2 separate regions of the Sus scrofa genome follow, and region 2 is linked to region 1. Evidence: chromatin contacts called from public HiChIP or PLAC-seq data. All regions are on one chromosome and are shown on one strand. Each heading gives the region's core, a stretch centred on a gene start, on an enhancer-like site or on the middle of the called end of the contact. The rest is flanking DNA. Distances are from core to core; before and after follow the strand shown.

Region 1 (3,541 bases), core at 783-3,282:
AAGCTACCATCACCAAGGCCTTGGTCATGGAAAGAATTTATTTTAGAAACAAAGCAACTTTTTTCTTCTTTCTAAAGGTCATGGTTGTTTTTTTTCTGCTACTTGCTTCAACTAGTGAGAAGAGTTATTGGGCAGGAATAAGCAGTCCATGTTGGCTGTACCAAGTATAGTGGCTGGCTAATAAGGTACCCACTTAACCTTTTTTCATTTGGTCTCATCCAAAGAATAAGTCAAAAAGATCAAGATTATAAAGACTCATGACCAAGGCACAACTTTTACAAGTGTCTCTGAATGGCCAGGGATGGCTTTGCTTCTTCGATCATGCCACCAAATGAGTTTTTTATTGAACTAAGAATCCCTTCCCACCATTTAGAGGCCTCTCTGCACAGATGCTTCAAAGATTAGTTCAGGGTGGTGCACAGATGCCTCAGGAGAGTGAACCAAAAAAGAGGAGGATGTGAAATACAAGAAAGAGTGAAGGAAAATCCCCCCCAAATAAACAGTTCACTATGATAAGAATAGTTATTGATATAAATCCCTTAACATTCCACTTTCTGACAAGCTCCTTTTACTATTGAGAAATTAAGTTATTTTCAGTCTTTTGCCTTCCTTTTCCACATTGTCTCTAATATTCTGTAGTTTTCTGGAGTTCTGGACCAGGAATACCAAGCTTTCCCTAAAATCACTAGTCCCATGGTCTCTGCCAATATTTTCAAGCTCATCAAACAAAGACAATGTTTGTTTGAGTTTGGCCTGAACAATTTTTTGCTCTTCTAGTTCTGCAAGAAGGGCCTGCTTGGTGCATAATTCAGTCTTATACTTCTCCTGTAACTGTTCAATTTCTTTTTGGAGAAGGTGGAATTCTTCCTCACTACAAGGATGCAGCTCCTGAGATTTATCTTCCGGAAGCAAGATGTTTGGGGGAATACGCAAAATCAACTGTAAAAACAGCTGCTCCATCTTGCCAAAAAGGTTATCAAAACGTCCTTTCATGAAGCAAAGAAACTTTTCCGTGCACTTACGAATCTGGACTGGGCTAACTGCACAGTCTGGGATGCCATCCAGCTTCTTCAGAACAACCTGTTCAACAGCCTGCATCACTTCAAACAGGTAGTCTTGAAATGCAATGTAGATCCTAAGCATGCAAGTTTGCGGTGTGAAGCCAAAGAACTGGGCCTCATAGGTCATTGGATCAACAGACATCTTGGCTTATTCTGCTGGTTAATTTTGATTGTGAAAAACCTACAAATGTAAAAAGGAAAAATTTCATTTGTGTTAAAAAAAAAATCATCTGATGAAAGAACAAACCACAGGAGTTCCCGCTGAGCTTTTTTTTTTTTTTTTTCCCCTGCACCGGTGGCTTGCGGAAGTTCCCTAGTTCCCTGGCCAGGAATCGAATCTGCACCACAGCAAAAACCTGAGCCACAGTAGTGACAGGGCCGGATTCTTAACCCGCTAGGCCACCAGAAGTTCCTAAAGTATAATATTCTTATATTTGCCCGCCATCTGACAGTAGCCAGTCTGACTACTATTTGTTCCAACCAAGCCCAGCTTTATCCTTTCCCTCAAGAAAAGATGCCTGGCCAAATATCTTTCGAGGGTCTTTTTAAAGACACTTCCCTGGGGACCCACCCCCTCCACTGAATTCCCATCAGAACCTCTCTTTGGGCACTGAGCAAGTCCTACTCTAGGATATTATTATCACGGCCTATCTTCTCTGCAAGCCTGAGATTTCCTGAGGACCGCATGCGTGGGGCTTAACATCTGCAGGCGAACTCAGAAGGTGTCTAGGACACCTCCGTGAGCAGTTGACGGAACTCCAGAAACTGCGGGGCAGGAACTACTTCCGGCCGGAAGACGGGCTCCCGGCAGGCCCCGCGTCCCCGATGCATGCCGGAACCTTCAGGGTGGAGGTTCGCGGCCCGTGGCGACGCTGCTCCATCAGGCCGCTCTAGCGCCTGGCGATGAGGCCCTACTCAGGGCCGCGCCTTGCCGTTCCTCCTCAGAGAAAACGCAGCTCCCCGGCACTTACCTAGCGACCATGAGGGTGACGACTTCGACCAAATACCGGCTTCCCGCCACCTCCCTTAATCCACCATTTGCTTCCAGAGACAGGTGGTACCGCTAGCTTCCCCAAATTCCGACCGCCGTCTGTCTTGGCGAACCAGAGCAAGGGCAGGATGCCACTTCGGCCTGATTGGCTGGCTGTCGGAGGGGGCCACCTAGACGGGTGACGGAAGAGGGCGGGGCGGGAAAGCTAGCTGTGGCCTGCGGGGATTGGCGGAAGGAACCAATACTCGCTCTCTGCCCCGCGACGTTGATGGGTGGAGAAGCGAGGCGGGGCCGCCGCGGAGATGCAACTCGTGGTTGGCGAATGTGCTGTCCTTCAGGCTCTTGCGATTGGTGACTGGCCGACTGAGTGGCGCTGATTGGACAGCAGTTTAACGGGGCGGGCCCCCCATCCCACCCCGCGGCTGGGACTGACTGGCGGAAGGGGAAGTGGGGGGGCAGGCGGCGGTGGGGAAGATGGCGTACCAGAGCCTCCGGCTGGAGTACCTGCAGATCCCACCGGTCAGCCGCGCCTACACCACCGCCTGTGTTCTCACCACCGCCGCCGTGGTGAGCAGCTGCAGCGCCAGTTTCTCATATTCTGGGCTGGGTGTAACAGGGTCCTTGGGAAACTGGGGTTTGGGCCTCGGGAAAGCTTAGAGGGGCTGGGCTCAAGGGTGGGTGGGAGCTTACAGGGCTCACTCTGGGGCTCGGAATTAGCTTATCCGGGTGCTTATCCAGAGACCCGAGAAGAGTGCTGGTCCATGAGAGGTGAAGGAACAGGACTGCGGATCAGTATCTGAGAGAAAAAGACAGGACCTATAGCAAGTCAGGACTGCGGGAGCCGCCCACCCAGGAAACGTGTCTGAGCACTCTGGCGGTGGCCAGGTAATATTGTGGTGACCAAAGGGAGGAAGGTCCGTTTAGTGGAGAAACATAGACATTGAGAATAGAAAGGTAGAAGTCACTGAGCGGGAAAAGTCTTGAAATAAAGAGAATCTGTAACAGAGGTTGGCTGGAAGCACCCAGCCCTGATGGTGGCAGGGTATTGGTTCTTTTGAGTGAATTTTGTTGCTTCACACAGCTGTTTCAGTTGGTGCCCCTGTGTTGGGCAGATTCGTAGCACCTGGTCTTTCTTGCTCTCAATCTAAGATATCACCACCTACCTCCCATAATTGAAACATCAAACTTTTGTTTTGTGTTAGGTATCGGGGAATTGAAAGAATTGTACCAGTTGTAGAGAATTCTATACCAACTTTGTCCTCCAGCCTCAAATGATTCAGTCTAAGTGACTGAGAGTGGGAAATTGCTAGGCCTACTAAGCTTTTGCTGTAAATGATATTATATGTTGTTTCTGGATTGACTTGCTTGAAGAAGCTCTTTTTCTATTTCAGCAGTTGGAATTGATCACACCTTTTCAGTTGTACTTCAATCCTGAATTAATCTTTAAACACTTTCAGGTATGTAGTTCACTACAACCGTCATTAATATT
Region 2 (3,491 bases), core at 407-2,906, 40 kb after region 1:
AATCTTGAACTATGCTTTTCAATCAATAAGCTCTCCAATGGTGTGCTTTCTACCTTTTTTCAAACCTGTGAAATCCACATCTGGGTGAATCCCTAGCTCCCTGGAGCAGCGTCATGTCAGTAGATGCACAGCAAGCAGGTGTTTGTCCTCCTGCGTCTAGTAATCATGGCGCTTGGAGCCTTCAAGGCAGCACAGATTTCATTACAAGGGGAAAAAGCGCCAACACCCAGTTCTTGGTAAAAATCCTAACTTAATGTTGCCTCTCTGTTGTAAAGAGATGCCAGAATGAGGACAAGTTTTTCCTTTGTGGATCCAACTGATTATGTACTGTGATGTCTGAATCCATTGAATCCAGCTCTCCAGAAATGAGTAGAACTATGACCAGGCATCTGAGGTACCACCCCTTGAACATATAAGGAAACAGTGCATCTATGGGGAAGCAAGAATTGTATTTGATCAGAATATTACAACTTATAGAAAAAAGCCCCCAAAAATCTAGTTCGGGTTTGTGCTGTATTTTGAGAGTCTGTTCTTGATCAGACATAACTATAGAAACATCAGCTCTTGCATATAATGCTCAAATTTGCACACAGCTATTAAATCCATTAAAAGTGAACCTTAAAAAAAAAAGCATACCATAAGTGAATCTTGTACGTGATGTGTGTGACGTGATGTGTGTGGCTTCTTTCTTGGGTGTCCTTTCCTTTATTCACAAAATGTTGTTTAGAATATATTGTTTTAGGAGTTCCCGTCGTGGCCCAGTGGTTAACGAATCCGACTAGGAACCATGAGGTTGCGGGTTCGATCCCTGGCCTTGCTCAGTGGGTTAAGGATCCGGCGTTGCCGTGAGCTGTTGTGTAGGCTGCAGACGTGGCTTGGATCCCGCATTGCTGTGGTTCTGGCGTAGGCTGGAGGCTCCAGCTCCGATTGGACCCCTGGCCTGGGAACCTCCATATGCCGCGGGAGCAGCCCTAGGAAAAAAAAAAGGAATATATTGTTTTATTTTCACCACTGATTTGGGAAGACTTACTTTCTTGATGACCCTGTGTATTTTACGTGCCCTGGTAAGGTAGGAAGATTAGTTTTCTTAATCTAAATCTAATGTAAGCTGTGAGGTTTTTGCCCCCAGAAAAATAATGTCCTGTTGGAACATTAAGGTGTAAAGTTGGAGAGAGCTGGGGAGTCACAGGAATTGATCAGGGACCTTGCCCTTAGGAGCGCCAGGCCTGGTGGGAGTGAGGGGTGGCTTCCAGGTAAACCAGTATTGCCAGGTTTCTGCCAAGAAAAGAATGAAACCCAGGGGCCGAGTCACACAGGCATGAGTCCCTGTGTCTCAAGGAAGAGGAGGAAGCTCCAGGAAGGCTTCCTAAGGGAGATGGCCTCGGAGGCTGGTCTTTGGGAGTTGTGGGTGGCAAGAATGCATTCCACGAAGTCATAGAAAACCTGGCTGTGCTTGAGAAGAGTAGATGGAAGTTTAGAGGGTGTGTCAGCAGCCACTGGAGAGAACTGATGCTGGACAATTGAACTCAGCCGACTCCGGAAAGAAAATTTAGTTACGCGAGTCCAGCACCGGAGGCCGCCAGCAGAGGGCGCCATCCCGCCCACGGTGTCTTCGGTCTGCAAAGAGGCAGCGCGGAAGCGCTTCCCTGGCAGGGGCGGGACTTCCGGCGGCGGTCCTATCACTAGGGGGCGCGGTGAGAAGGAGTCGTCCTTCTTGGAGTGAGTCGTCTTTCGCATCCACACGTGTCCTCCGCTGCCAAAATGCTGCAACTGCTACGCTGCGTGCCCCGCGCCCTGGGCACCGCCGTCGCCGGCCTTTGCGTCGCCGCGCCCTCCCAGCCGCTCCCGCGGCTGCTGCAGCCCGCGTCCCGGCTGTGCGCCCGGCCCTTCGGGCTCCTGAGCGTGCGTGCCGGGTCGGTGCAGCCGCCCAGCCTCCTACGGCCTCGGGGGCCCTGCGCCTGCGGCTGCGGCTGCGGCGGGCTGCACACCGAAGGTGAGACTCGAGCACGTGGGCCGGGAGCTTAACGGACCGGGTTCTGGGTGGAGCAGGGGGACCCGGGACGGGGAAGTTTAGATCTCAAGTGGACAGACCGGAGCCGCGCCCGAGGTCGGGAACAATCTCCCACTGATCGGCGAAAGGCGGGGTAAACCCACGCGAGATTGCCCGTGAGGGGAGAGATACTTAAGCTTAGTCTCTCGAAAATGGATTTTTGTGAAAGCCAAAGGTCGCGGGTAGAAGTAGCGGTGATGGTAGTTAGCAAGAGAAGTAGGGTAGTTACGAATTCTTTTGCTTTGTTTTGAAAAGTGGTAAGAAGTTTATTGTTGAGAATCACTTTTACAGAATCGAGCTCAACTTCTTACTGATAACTTAACGGCATTTTTACAGATGGGGAAACTGAGTCCTAATGGATATGGGTTGGTCTAAGTTCCTAGAGCCACTAATAGTACAAGTATTAGAAATAGCTCAAGTCCAGATCTCTGCCTACAGGAACCTGGGTCATTTTTCTCTTTTAGATTGATTGGTTCTTTTTTCTGTAACTAAGTGATTTCTATTGCAGGGGACAAAGCTTTTGTTGAATTTCTTAATGATGAGATTAAGGAAGAGAAGAAGATACAGAAGCATAAGTCTCTCCCCAAGATGTCTGGAGGTTGGGAGCTGGAAGTGAATGGGACAGAAGCCAAATTAGTGAGGAAAGTTGCTGGAGAAAAGTAAGTACTGGGGCCTGTGGACTCCATGACCCTGCAAGAGCTGCCCTGAGTCATCCCCAAACAGCCTTTAGTTGGTTGCTGCGGTGTAGGTCACAACTGCAGCCCAGATCTGATCCCTGACCTGGAAACTCCATATGCCAAGGGGTGGCCAGAAAGGAAAAACAAAACCAAAAACCAGCCTTTAGTTAAGGCAGGTACTTTGACACTTTCTGAGAGCTGAGAGGCCTTGTTTTGGTAACTTCACAAGCTCCAGGCCGTTCATCCGCTGCACACTGATGTGCTGTGGTGGTTAATGAGAAGGTAGTAAGAAAGTAGAAAGAAGCCAAGTAGCTGGGAGTCTGTTGGACCAGTAGAGGCATCATTCACTAAACCCTTACTGGTGAGGGAGGCCACGCCTTTCCTAAATCTAGGCATGCAAATTCAGAAATTCTGACAGTAGGAGAGAATCTCTGAGTTACAGGCTAGGAAAACAAAGCCCCTACTGTGTTTACAGTGGAGAAAAGAAGATAAGTGGCAGGATGGGGTATGGCAAGGGTTATCATTAGAGAGGTGGGAAGCCTTCCACTTGGTTAAGCTAAGTCCGCGATCCACTCTGGGTGAACAAAGGTTTCTGTTTGTGCTGTGAAGTAGGATTCTGGTTCTTTTTCACCTGGTGGTGTAGTTAGTGTGTTTCCCCTTCATAAATCCATCGTGTTATTCTGGAACTTTGCCTAAACCACTTGACTAGGGTAAGTCATAGGCAGTTTAAGGCCAGTGTAAAAATAATGTTCTAATGAACGTAA

The links. HiChIP or PLAC-seq counts read pairs in DNA pulled down with a chosen protein or histone mark.
Region 2: an H3K27ac HiChIP or PLAC-seq map of alveolar macrophages shows a contact between it and region 1. The contact joins the promoter of C1QBP here to the promoter of DERL2 in region 1. A contact is called at or near these places in 2 of 47 Hi-C or Micro-C datasets (epiblast stem cells and liver) and 1 of 2 datasets of contacts at active chromatin or transcription factors (alveolar macrophages).

What each region holds. Positions count from the first base shown.
Region 1 is chr12:51,506,106-51,509,646 of Sscrofa11.1, forward strand. It overlaps DERL2 (derlin-2), which reads left to right and starts at 2,033. Exons shown (of 7, transcript XM_021067723.1): 1 at 2,033-2,619; 2 at 3,444-3,509. The coding sequence starts at 2,527. It overlaps MIS12 (protein MIS12 homolog), which reads right to left and starts at 2,232. Exons shown (of 2, transcript XM_021067725.1): 1 at 2,033-2,232; 2 at 1-1,242. The coding sequence starts at 1,203. The coding sequence ends at 583.
Region 2 is chr12:51,546,705-51,550,195 of Sscrofa11.1, forward strand. C1QBP (complement component 1 Q subcomponent-binding protein, mitochondrial) reads left to right here and starts at 1,657. Exons shown (of 6, transcript XM_021067745.1): 1 at 1,657-1,993; 2 at 2,559-2,709. The coding sequence starts at 1,762. It overlaps DHX33 (putative ATP-dependent RNA helicase DHX33), which reads left to right. Exons shown (of 13, transcript XM_021067729.1): 13 at 1-630.